Regions from separate parts of the Mus musculus genome. Here region 1 is linked to region 2. Evidence: chromatin contacts called from public promoter capture Hi-C data. All regions are on one chromosome and are shown on one strand. Each heading gives the region's core, a stretch centred on a gene start, on an enhancer-like site or on the middle of the called end of the contact. The rest is flanking DNA. Distances are from core to core; before and after follow the strand shown. Region 1 holds the start of Foxb1 (forkhead box B1). Region 2 holds the start of Ice2 (interactor of little elongation complex ELL subunit 2).

The links. Promoter capture Hi-C pulls out the DNA fragments that hold promoters and counts their contacts.
Region 1: a contact with region 2 is called in a promoter capture Hi-C map of embryonic stem cells. The contact joins the promoter of Foxb1 here to the promoter of Ice2 in region 2. A contact is called at or near these places in 4 of 39 promoter capture datasets (cranial neural crest, embryonic stem cells and stem cell-derived epiblast-like cells) and 1 of 115 datasets of contacts at active chromatin or transcription factors (embryonic stem cells).

Annotation. Positions count from the first base shown.
Region 1 is chr9:69,757,010-69,762,558 of GRCm38.p6, reverse strand. It overlaps Foxb1 (forkhead box B1), which reads left to right and starts at 1,619. Exons shown (of 2, transcript NM_022378.3): 1 at 1,619-2,011; 2 at 2,259-4,849. The coding sequence starts at 2,313. The coding sequence ends at 3,290. B230323A14Rik (RIKEN cDNA B230323A14 gene) reads right to left here and starts at 1,413. Exons shown (of 5, transcript NR_040765.1): 1 at 1,347-1,413.
Region 2 is chr9:69,395,665-69,400,783 of GRCm38.p6, reverse strand. Ice2 (interactor of little elongation complex ELL subunit 2) reads right to left here and starts at 2,786. Exons shown (of 16, transcript NM_145618.3): 1 at 2,731-2,786; 2 at 1,697-1,838; 3 at 203-307. The coding sequence starts at 1,737.

The sequences.
Region 1 (5,549 bases), core at 370-2,869, 360 kb before region 2:
TACGTTTTGGTGAGTTATTGACCGGCTTCGAAACTGTGGTTAATGAAGTTATGTGAGTAGGGATGTGTGTGTGTGTGTGTGTGTGTGTGTGTGTGTGTGTGTGTGTGTGTGTATGTGTGTGTGTGCGCGCGCTCGGAAGCTGAAAGGTTTTCTTGCTATTCACAGACTAATGCTCTACTGTCACTCAAAGTGTAACAAACGTCACACTACAACTATCAGTCTGCTCCTATGGGGGAGGGGGAGGAAGAAAGAAAAAAGGAAAAAGAGGTTTTCGGAGTTTAAAGACAGTTCTGTTAGGCTGTAGGTATTAAGTATTTAACCTAGTGGCATGGGGTTCTTTTTAAAACCACAAAGGCCCCCGGAAAGCGCTGAAAAGCGTGGAACTCCTGGCTTGTACTCATTGCGTGCAAGCCGAAGGGTTGAGTCGCGGTTTATTCCCTAACAGTTTGATGAAGACGGCGACGACGAAGAAGAAGATGATGATGATAATGATACTAATGATTCATTTAATCCTCACAAGGCAAATATGAACTCGAAGGAGCCCGCTATTCTCTCCAGGCCTGGTGCCACGTGCCCCCCCCCCCCCCAAAAAAAAAACCTCGCTGGTCTCAGCAGGCACTGTTTGTCTTTTCATGGAGTTCTAAACTCTAAAGAAACTATTCCCATGTAAAAAGGGGGAGGGGTCTGCAAAATGCTGACCCGCTAACTTCCAAGAAACCTCAGACTTCGCAAGCACCTGGAAAAAGGAGACCCGGAAGCCATAGCGTACATTGGACAAACTCCCGCCCTCCCCAGGCCCACACGCTGCCTTGCCTCAATTTACCCTGAACGTCCTTGTGCCCATTAAATCTCTGAAAAACGTATTAAAGCAGAACCTAATACATTCATCCATTCTTTTCAAAGAACAAAAAACAAAAAACAAAAACCCCAAACTTACCTTGGCCTGGAGAGATGGCTCAGCCGTTAAAGGCTAGGCTCACAACCAATATATATATATTGAATATATATATATTCAAAACGGACTTATCCACCCAGCTGTCCAAATATATCTATCTATATGCGTCTATTAACTTTACCACCTTTTTAAAGCGACAGACAAATTTCTACCTGCCTCTTGCAGGACTGGGGGTGGGATTGCGAGGTAGGTTTCCATTTGAACAACCCATCCAATCAACCCCGCGCAGTGGCAACCAAAGTAGAAAGGTCGCCCTTCAGGAGAAAGCCTGTGCTATAAGTTAGCTAACAATACAAACCCGACACAAAGCAAAGGAAACAGAATACCCCAGCCGAGCAATTTCCATGTCAAACACCACCGGCGCGGCAGATAGCTCAGAGTGAGTGGTCACCTGCCAGCCGGCTCCGCGCGCTGCTCCGCTCATACCTTCCCATTGCGCACACCGGTAGGCGCTGCCCGCTCCCCGCGGGCGGCAGAGGCTCTTCCCGGTCTCCCAGTCTTCGGCTGGAAGTGATTCCTATTGGCCAAGGTGTCCATGTAAATAGGTGTGAAAGAAACCAGCGCTGGCCAGGCTCTCTCTCCTCTCCCTCAGTCCCCTCCCTCTGCAGCCCCCGCTCCCCCTCCTTTTCCTCCTCCTCCCAAGGCGATTGTCATACGATAGCTAAGAAGTGGCACATTAATGAAGCGCCGCTACAGGGGTCTTTTCTGCTCCTGTCACCGCTTAAAACTATCAGATGGTTCGAGGGTGGACATGGAGGCAGCCACCTAGCTCAGCGGAACCACGAACACCACAGCAGCGTCCTCTGGATCCCTGAGGCGGCGTCTGCCACTGTCCTCACGGGCACTCCGCAGCCGAGTTCGGTCTCCCAGCAGGGCGCACGACCCACGAGCGCGCTGCGCAGCCCGCGGAGAGGAGCTCTACCGGGCTGAGTCCAAGCCTAGCTGGCAGCGAGTCTCACTGCTCCCCGACGCTGCGCTCCGGTCGCGCGCAGGGAGGGACTCGGCCACCAGCCACGCCATCCCGGATGCGGACCGGCAACTTGGAACAACTTTAAGGTGAGCATCTATCTCTCTGTCCCCTCCCCTGAATCCAGGTCCTACCTACTTTCCTGCAAACCTCTCTGCTGCTCTCGGTCTTCCCCTCTCCACTTCCCCTAGCTGAGTCTTACCCAGTTTGGTGCGCAAAGTTGCTGGCACCCGAATCCCCTCTTCCCCACCCCCTATATCTGTGACTCGGCCTGAGTGACCTCGCCAGTGTCTCTGCACCTATGCTGCCCTTCTCCATCACCTCCCCCCTTCTCAGATTCGACCAGTCCTCCGGGCCGCGCGGACCCTGAGCAAGTGGCCAAGCAAGAAGATGCCTCGGCCGGGCCGCAACACGTACAGCGACCAGAAGCCGCCCTACTCATACATCTCGCTGACCGCCATGGCCATCCAGAGCTCTCCGGAGAAGATGCTGCCGCTCAGCGAGATCTACAAGTTCATCATGGACCGCTTCCCCTACTACCGGGAGAACACGCAGCGCTGGCAGAACAGCCTGCGCCACAATCTCTCCTTCAACGATTGCTTCATCAAGATCCCGAGGCGGCCAGACCAGCCGGGCAAGGGCAGCTTCTGGGCGCTGCATCCCAGCTGCGGGGACATGTTCGAGAACGGGAGCTTCCTGCGGCGTCGCAAGCGCTTCAAGGTGCTCAAGTCAGACCACCTGGCGCCCAGCAAGCCGGCGGACGCCGCGCAGTACCTCCAGCAGCAGGCTAAGCTGCGGCTCAGCGCGCTGGCCGCCTCGGGCACGCATCTGCCGCAGATGCCGGCCGCTGCGTACAACCTGGGCGGTGTGGCGCAGCCTTCCGGCTTCAAGCATCCCTTTGCTATCGAGAACATCATCGCTAGGGAGTACAAGATGCCTGGGGGGCTGGCCTTCTCTGCCATGCAGCCGGTTCCGGCTGCCTATCCTCTCCCTAACCAGTTAACTACCATGGGCAGCTCTCTGGGCACTGGATGGCCACATGTGTACGGTTCCGCGGGTATGATCGACTCAGCCACCCCCATCTCCATGACTAGTGGCGACTACAGCGCCTATGGAGTGCCGCTGAAGCCGCTGTGCCACGCCGCGGGCCAGACGTTGCCCGCCATCCCAGTGCCCATCAAGCCCACGCCGGCCGCAGTGCCCGCGCTGCCAGCTCTGCCCGCACCCATCCCCACCCTGCTCTCGAACTCGCCGCCTTCGCTCAGCCCCACCTCCTCGCAGACAGCCACCAGCCAAAGCAGCCCCGCCACCCCTAGCGAGACACTCACCAGCCCGGCCTCCGCCTTGCACTCGGTGGCCGTGCACTGACCCAAGGAAGCTGGGGCTCCGTCTTGGTCCACACCACCCCTCTCAACACTTCCCTGCTCCGGGTCCAGCCCTCCGCGACCTAAAACCGCCACCCCGACTTGCCCATTCTACCTTCTTCAGTCCTCGCTCTTAGAAGAACTTTTGGTTTTGGAACCAGAAGACAAACCACAAACTTGCCGGAAGGCGTGTGAAAGTTGTCTTCGGTCCCTCTAGGGCACCAGAGAAAACAGGGGCTAATCCAAGCCAAGCGGTCCCTCCTGGGACCCTGAAATGCACTCCCATCCAACAGGCAGAACACCCTGACTCCCTCCTGCTCGGAGAAAACAGAAACAAAACAAAACAAAACAAAACAAAACAAAACAAAACAAAACAAAACAAAACAACAAAACTACTCGTCTTCTGAGCTTGGAGAGGCATAGCTCTGGACTCTGCGCAATTTCAAGACCAGAGACACTGCCCGGGAGCAGAAGCCCGCCGAGGCTGCAGCCGCACTAAGAGGGCCGGATCTTCTTAGGTCCTGAAAATCTGTGGCCACAAGACCAACTCACTGATCCTCCAAAGGGATCGCCTCCGCCCATCAGGCCGGGATGGGCGGACCGCTACTTTCCCCGGCTGCGGCTCTGCCTCCCGGGCTTCTAAAGATTTTTTTCCCCTTCTGGGTTTTGTTTCCGGCCAGAAGCTCCCTTAGCTGGGAGTGAGGAGGGAGGCTGCTAAAACTCCGGAGGATGCTTGTCCTACACACAAGCAAAACACAGCTAAAAGTCACCGTTATTGTTTACAAAGCGCGCGGTTTAAAAAAAAATGTAAACAGTGAACTTGAAAATCTGCCAGGCTAGGGGCGAGGGGGTAGAGTCCTCTTTACAATTACCTGTTGTCATGTGAATGTTTGCTCTTCTGGCCAGCTTTGGGGGTGGGAAGGAGGTAGGGGGAGAATGGGGGAAGTTAATTGGGATGTTAACTTTCTTACTATTTAGAGACCTTTTTAGCTATTTATTTTGATGAAAGAGAAAAGAAAGGAAAAGGAAAAAGAAAAGAAAAAAGAAAGAAAGGAACGTAAACTAAGCCCGAGGGAGAAATCCTAGGGCGAGTGGGGAAGTGTGTAGATGAGCCGACTGGGAAGGGGAAGGGGGTGTCAGCAGAGATGTCCTCTGGACAGATCTTTCTGTTAAAAGAACTTTTCCGTGAAGCTAAAGGGCTGCAAAGAGTTGTAAATAGGAATGATTTACACTGTGTAAAATGCACTTTGGTTTGGTATGTTCCTTTTAGCATTCTAGGTAATTGACAGAAAACAAACAAACAAACAAACAAACAAAGAACAACCCAATAGTTGTTCCATTGTGACCTGCTTAATTTAAAAAAGAAATTGTAGTGTTGTTCAAGCTGTGAAAAAAAAATCCCTTTTATTTTTCTTCCTCTCTGCACAGAATTCGCATGGCATTTTAAATATTGATGTCCTTGTTCTCAGCATGCCCATTTTAAGACAGAGTTTTAAAAGGTGTCTACATTAAATTATGACCTAGTCTAAATAATATTTTCTCATTAAAATATGTAAATTCGAATTTCGTTAAGTTTTTGTGTGTTTTTGAAGAGTTGCTACAAGGGACAAAAGGTGGTAGCAACAGTCTCTGCAAACACATGGTTTGGGTATTTTGCCTTTTTCAAATCCTGTTGTGAAAGCAGGGAAACTTCCTATGCACTTGCAGGTGTGGGAGGGATTGTTCTCAGGGGAGCATGAAAGACATTTGTGCACAGGGGGGAGACTTGAGGCCAAGTATTTCAGATGCAAACCCCAGGCACAGGTGCAGCGCTGAAGGAAAGACACTACACAACTGCACTACTTCCTGTGCGGTTTTGTCTGTTCTAAGCATGCCTTCTATGACTTTGCACTTACACACAGGAGGTTCGGAATTTCCCAAGTACTCTCAGGGTGGCTTACTCAGTCCTTATTTTGACGCTTCTGACTTGGAGGAATCCTTCATTCTTTAGATTACTGTAGTTGTTGGCATTTTCTTTCTTTCAGAAATCACCTACAGGTTCACTGTACAGGTCAAGTAACCTGTTCACTTTGCATTGAGTAGATTTTTTTTTTTCCAGCCGTTTCTCTGGGTGGCGGGGAGTTACAGGATGCATTTATTTTTCAAGCCTGCAAATGCATTTTTTTCCAAGTCTTTAAATGGCTGTCTCTAAGTAGTTGCTTTCTTTTGATTTTCTGGTTTTTTTTGTTTTTGTTTTTTGGTTTTTTGGGAGGTTTTTTTTTTC
Region 2 (5,119 bases), core at 1,537-4,036:
ATGAAATTACAACTATGATCTCATTCTGTGTATATAAATATACAGCTGTGTATGGAGAAAGGTAAATATCAAAGTGTTATCAGCAGCTTTCTTCTATTTTTTACATTTTTATAATTCAAATGTTTACTATGATAGTCATAAAATTTCAGTTATCAGAAAAACAGCAATGAAATGAAAAATTAAATAACCAAGTGAATATTACCTGTTAGACAAAATATAGAGTTCTTTTAAACTTGGAGCCATGGAATGGTCTTTATAATTTTCTGGAGAGAAAAATGCTTTAAGGCCATTTTTGGGTGTAACATCCCTGTGGAATAAAGTAATTTATTTGTACTCGACAATTCAAAATCTCATGTTAGACAAAGAAGCATAATGTTAGAGCTGTAAGTTATAACCTCTACCCCAGCTTTTCCCAATCACCTCCTAGCCAGTATAATTTCATGTACCAGATCTTGTGTATTTACATGTTTTACTTCTTAGATAGCTTTAAGCTTGGAGCAGTGTGAAATTCTCAAGGTCCATAGTTTGTTTTCCTGTAGTATACAAATAACTTCAGAAGCTTGAACAGTAAAGGTGGGACAGAATGACATTTAATCAAGGGTCTGTCAGGGCCAGGGCTCACCTCTGGCATGAATGGTAATGTTAAAATGTAACAACTTATTTTTGATTTGGGTACTATTGTGCCAAGTGAAAACACTGGCCCTCCTATTTACTGTTAACTTGATCTGACTTGATAAATGGGGTGAATGACAGGTGTTTCCTAAACCCATCTCTAAAGTGATAAGTTCTATAATATCAAAATTAGTTTGAGACTAATACAGCCAATGTTGGTTAAATGAAAGAAATAAAGAATTGAAGTACTGAGATTAATTTAAGGATTAATCTGTGGGAATGGAAACTGTAACACTTCAAAATCACTTTGGTATCACAGTGCCAGAGGTGTGGGGGAGCATCTGCACAGCACAGAACTATCTAGGGAATACCTAGATATCATGAGAATACCTAGTTCTAGTACTAGGAAGAATTGTAAATGATTCAGTACAGGTTGGACATGGTGGAACACACCTTTAATCCAGCACTCAGGATGCTGAGGCAGGTGGATCTCTCTGAGTACAAGGCCAGACTGATCTCCATAGTGAGCTCCAGGTAAGCCTGGAGACCAGAGAGACCCAGCCCCCACCCCACCCCAAAATATCCCATTATAATTGAGACTGATACGTTATGGTCAATGTTACTTGAGTGAAGGAATTAAACTGAAATATTGACAACAATTCGAGCACTTCTCCACAAGAAAACTGTAATAATGATATAAAATTATAACTAAGAACTTGAGTGTTAGGTTGTCATTTTAGGAATTGAAATCTTTCCAGCTAGGGGGCTGGAGAGATGGCTCAGCAAATGTCCTGAGTTCGAATCCCAGCAACCACATGGTGGCTCACAACCATCTGTAATGGGATCTGATGCCCTCTTCTGGTGTGTCTGCAGACAGCTACAGTGTACTCATATACATAATAAAAAAAATCTTTAAAAATCAGTCAGCTATAACTCAACAAACTTGGTATATGAACAGGGTAATTTCTGAGACCCTGGTGGCTAAAAATTATAAAATCTCTCCAGGCCAGAAATCTCCTTTCCTATGATACCCACCATCCCCAGCTTGTTCCTTCACAGTGGATCAGGAAGAGGACCAACTCACCAGTTCAGCCTTGGTTCACTCATGGTTATGCTAGAGCTCATCTTCCTAGAATTCTCCTTCACTCTAGCCCACAATTATTTCAGCTGGGCAGTGAAGGCTCCCAGAGAGTGAGGGTCGGATCCTTCCTAGAGTCTACAGTTAACTGAAGACAAACAAAAGGTCAAGATCAAACCTATATCACCTTGGGTCATAAAAAGCCTTTGCTTGATTAGCATCTACCTCAAGTGACTAAAACACACAGGCAGGCAGAACGATTCTTTGTAGCAAAGATCCGTTCCCTTTAACTTATGCAAGGAGTGTTAGCCTCAACATTAGCTGAGTTAGTAAGACCCCAAACCAGAAGGGTGCCCTGTGTTCTCGCATTGTTTACATTATGGCAGGGCTGTCTTCCCTTCCCCTCACTCCCTTACCACCAATACAAATCGTGTTTCCATTTCCTCTAGTTATATACAGCTATGGAGGCGGTCTATGACATGCGATGCACACAGAAAAGGCTCTCTGGATCCCAGGGACCGTGTCCTTTTCAAAGAGAACTTTGCACTTGTGACACTCAGGTGCGAGCAACTCCAGAAAACAATTCACAGGCACCTTTAAAGGTGTCATCGGAATTAACGCTGTAGCTTGACTTCTTCACTCACGCTGGGTGTCTGTCCCTGTCATCCCGTGCGGCCTTGAGATACTTAGGAGTCCAATGCAGGAACTGGCCTCTGGGTCCCTATGGGGTCTCAGGGGCGTCCCTCTCCGCCTACCACCTACCTCTCCTTTCCCCTGAGTGTGGGGCTGAGGGGGAGGGGAGGGAACTACAGAGAAGCAAAGGGAGACAAAAGTATCGGGGAAGGAGAGGGGTCGAATGAGGAAAGCCTTAGGGCCTGTGAGGGAAGCCGCCGAGGAAGACACGTGAGGGAAGCCGCCGAGGAAGGCCTGTGAGCAAAGTCCGGTGAGGCGCTGCCTCAGACCCGCGTCGCCATGTTCCCTCTCCCGCCCCTCGCGTTCCCGACGAGCCGGAGTCGGCGCGCAGCCGCCTTTCCGCCCACCTCAGGGTCCCAAGCGGCTCTGGCCCCCGAGAAAAGCCGACGCTTCCACACACGTTTTGTGCTGAACTCACTGCTGCCCGCCTACGAAGGCCTCATTTAAAAGCCCCGAGGGCGCCCGCACGGCCGCGCGTGATGACGTCACGCGAGCGCCGCGGGACGGGCCTGCGCGCGAATGCAAAGGGAGGACTGGCCACAGTGTTAAGGGACCAGGTAGACCCAGGCTGTAACTTCAGGCTTCCCTCATTCTGATCCTGACTCGTCAGTAGTTTTTATGTGTGTGCTTGATTGTCTGTCTGTCTGTCTGTCTTAGAAATAGTGTCTCAAGTAGGGCAGGTTCACTTTAAATATCCTATGTACTCCAGCCAAGGCTAACCTTGAACTTCTCATCCTTATGACCCCCACATCCTGAGTGTTGGGATTACAGACATGCACTACCACCACACCCCATGTATACGGTGTTGGAAAGGGAACCTAATCTTTCAGGATGACAGGCAAGCACCCTACCAAGTTACATATTCAGCCCCTATCATCAATTTTTATTACATACAGATAAGGGTTTTGGAAAGGTCTAAATAAGACAAAGAATGAAGCTATATTTAGCGCACTACTCAACACATACTAGGCTCTCATTACACCCAAAATCTCCACTCCACTCTCTTTTTCATTTTAGAGATAGGCCAATGTCTGCTAGTGGGCCTTCGAGTCTCTCACGCTATTCTTGCAGCAATTCATTAAAAAGAGATGGATTAAGCACAAATATTTTCTGTTTGGTGTTGAGTGCAAGAAGGACCAAAACTAAAACCGGCTTTTCCAGAACTTCTGATTTTTGGGACTCTAAGTCATCGTGTGTAAACGGATCAAAAAAGAGAGTGACGAGCCACTTTAAGTGTTACTGGGGCTGGAGAAAAGGCTTGGTAGTTAAGACTGTTTGCTGCTGTTCTTCCAGAGGACTCAAGTTCAGTCCTCAGCACCCACATGAGGTGGCTCACAAACATTTGTTATCCAGCTCCTGAGGATTTGGTACCTACCCGCTGCCCTCCTACCTGCTGCCCTCCGAGAGTACCCAAACACATGTGGTACACACATGGAGACATTTAAATAAAAATAAATCTTTTAAGACAAGATGTTGTGGCTAGAACCATAAATGATGACCCCCTTTTAAGCTGGGTGTGGTGGCGCACGCCTTTAATCCCAGCACTCGGGAAGCAGAGACAGGCAGATTTCTGAGTTCGAGGCCAGCCTGGTCTACAGAGTGAGTTCCAGGATAGCCAGAGCTACACAGAGAAACCCTGTCTCGAAAATAAATAAATAAATATTTAAAAATAAAAATAAATAAATAATAAATAAATAAATATTCCCCTTTCAAGTTTACTCATCTTAATCTTCCCTCTTTCACTTGCTTGAAATATCTGATTCTCTTCTATATGTCTTTTGTGTATTTTCTAGTAACATTACTGTTTTAACACACCCATGATGTTATCTTTCTTTCACTTCTGAGTCCCCCATGAAGTATCCATTGTAAGGTAAGGTTGGTAGTCCCCAGTTTCCTCAGTTTTTGCTTATCTTGGAAGATCTTTGTTTCCCCCTCATTTCTGAAGAATAGCTCTGCTGAGTATAGTGATCCTGATTGGCAGTTGTTTTCTTTCCTGACTTGAAATATGTCATTCTGTGCTTTCCTTGCCTGTAGGGCTTTTACTGAGAAATTTCCTCTTACTCTAATGGGGCTTCTATTAAATGTGATTTAGTGCTTTGCAGATTTTACAGTTCTTTTCTATCACGTATTTAGCTGTTATCTTGCTGCTGTTCTGGGGATTTAACCCCGAGCTTTAAGTATGCTAACCAGGCATTAGCGCTGAGCTGTAGCCCCAGTGCTGCCCTATCCTCTTGACAGTGTGGTTATGTAATGGTGATGGTTCTTTCTGCTCATGTCTTTTCTGGGGATCCAGAGGTCTCCGGTTTATGAGTGTCCAATACCTTTCTGAAGCTAGGGAAGCTTTCTGTTAGCATTTCATTTAATGACTGTTCTACACATTTAAACTTTATTCTCTTGACCTGGGTATGGCAGTGATAGAAATGTTTGTCCCCCATTCAATGCTGTCTCCCAAAATCTTGAATGTCCTTTTTTTTCTCTTTTGTTCTGAATTTGATAGTTTGAAAGGTATGCCTTTAAGTTCTCACAGTCTCTCTTCCACTTGATGTGCTCTGTAGTTGAGGCTTTCACGTGAATTTTCTAAAAGATATTTATTTTTAAAATAAATTATTTCAGGTTTATGTGTCTTGTTTTATGTGCATAAATGTTTTGCCTGCACATATGTCTGTGTGTGCAGTGCCTGTAGGGCATCAGAAGAGGGCGTTATAGTCCCTGAAAGTGGAGCTATTGGATGTCTGT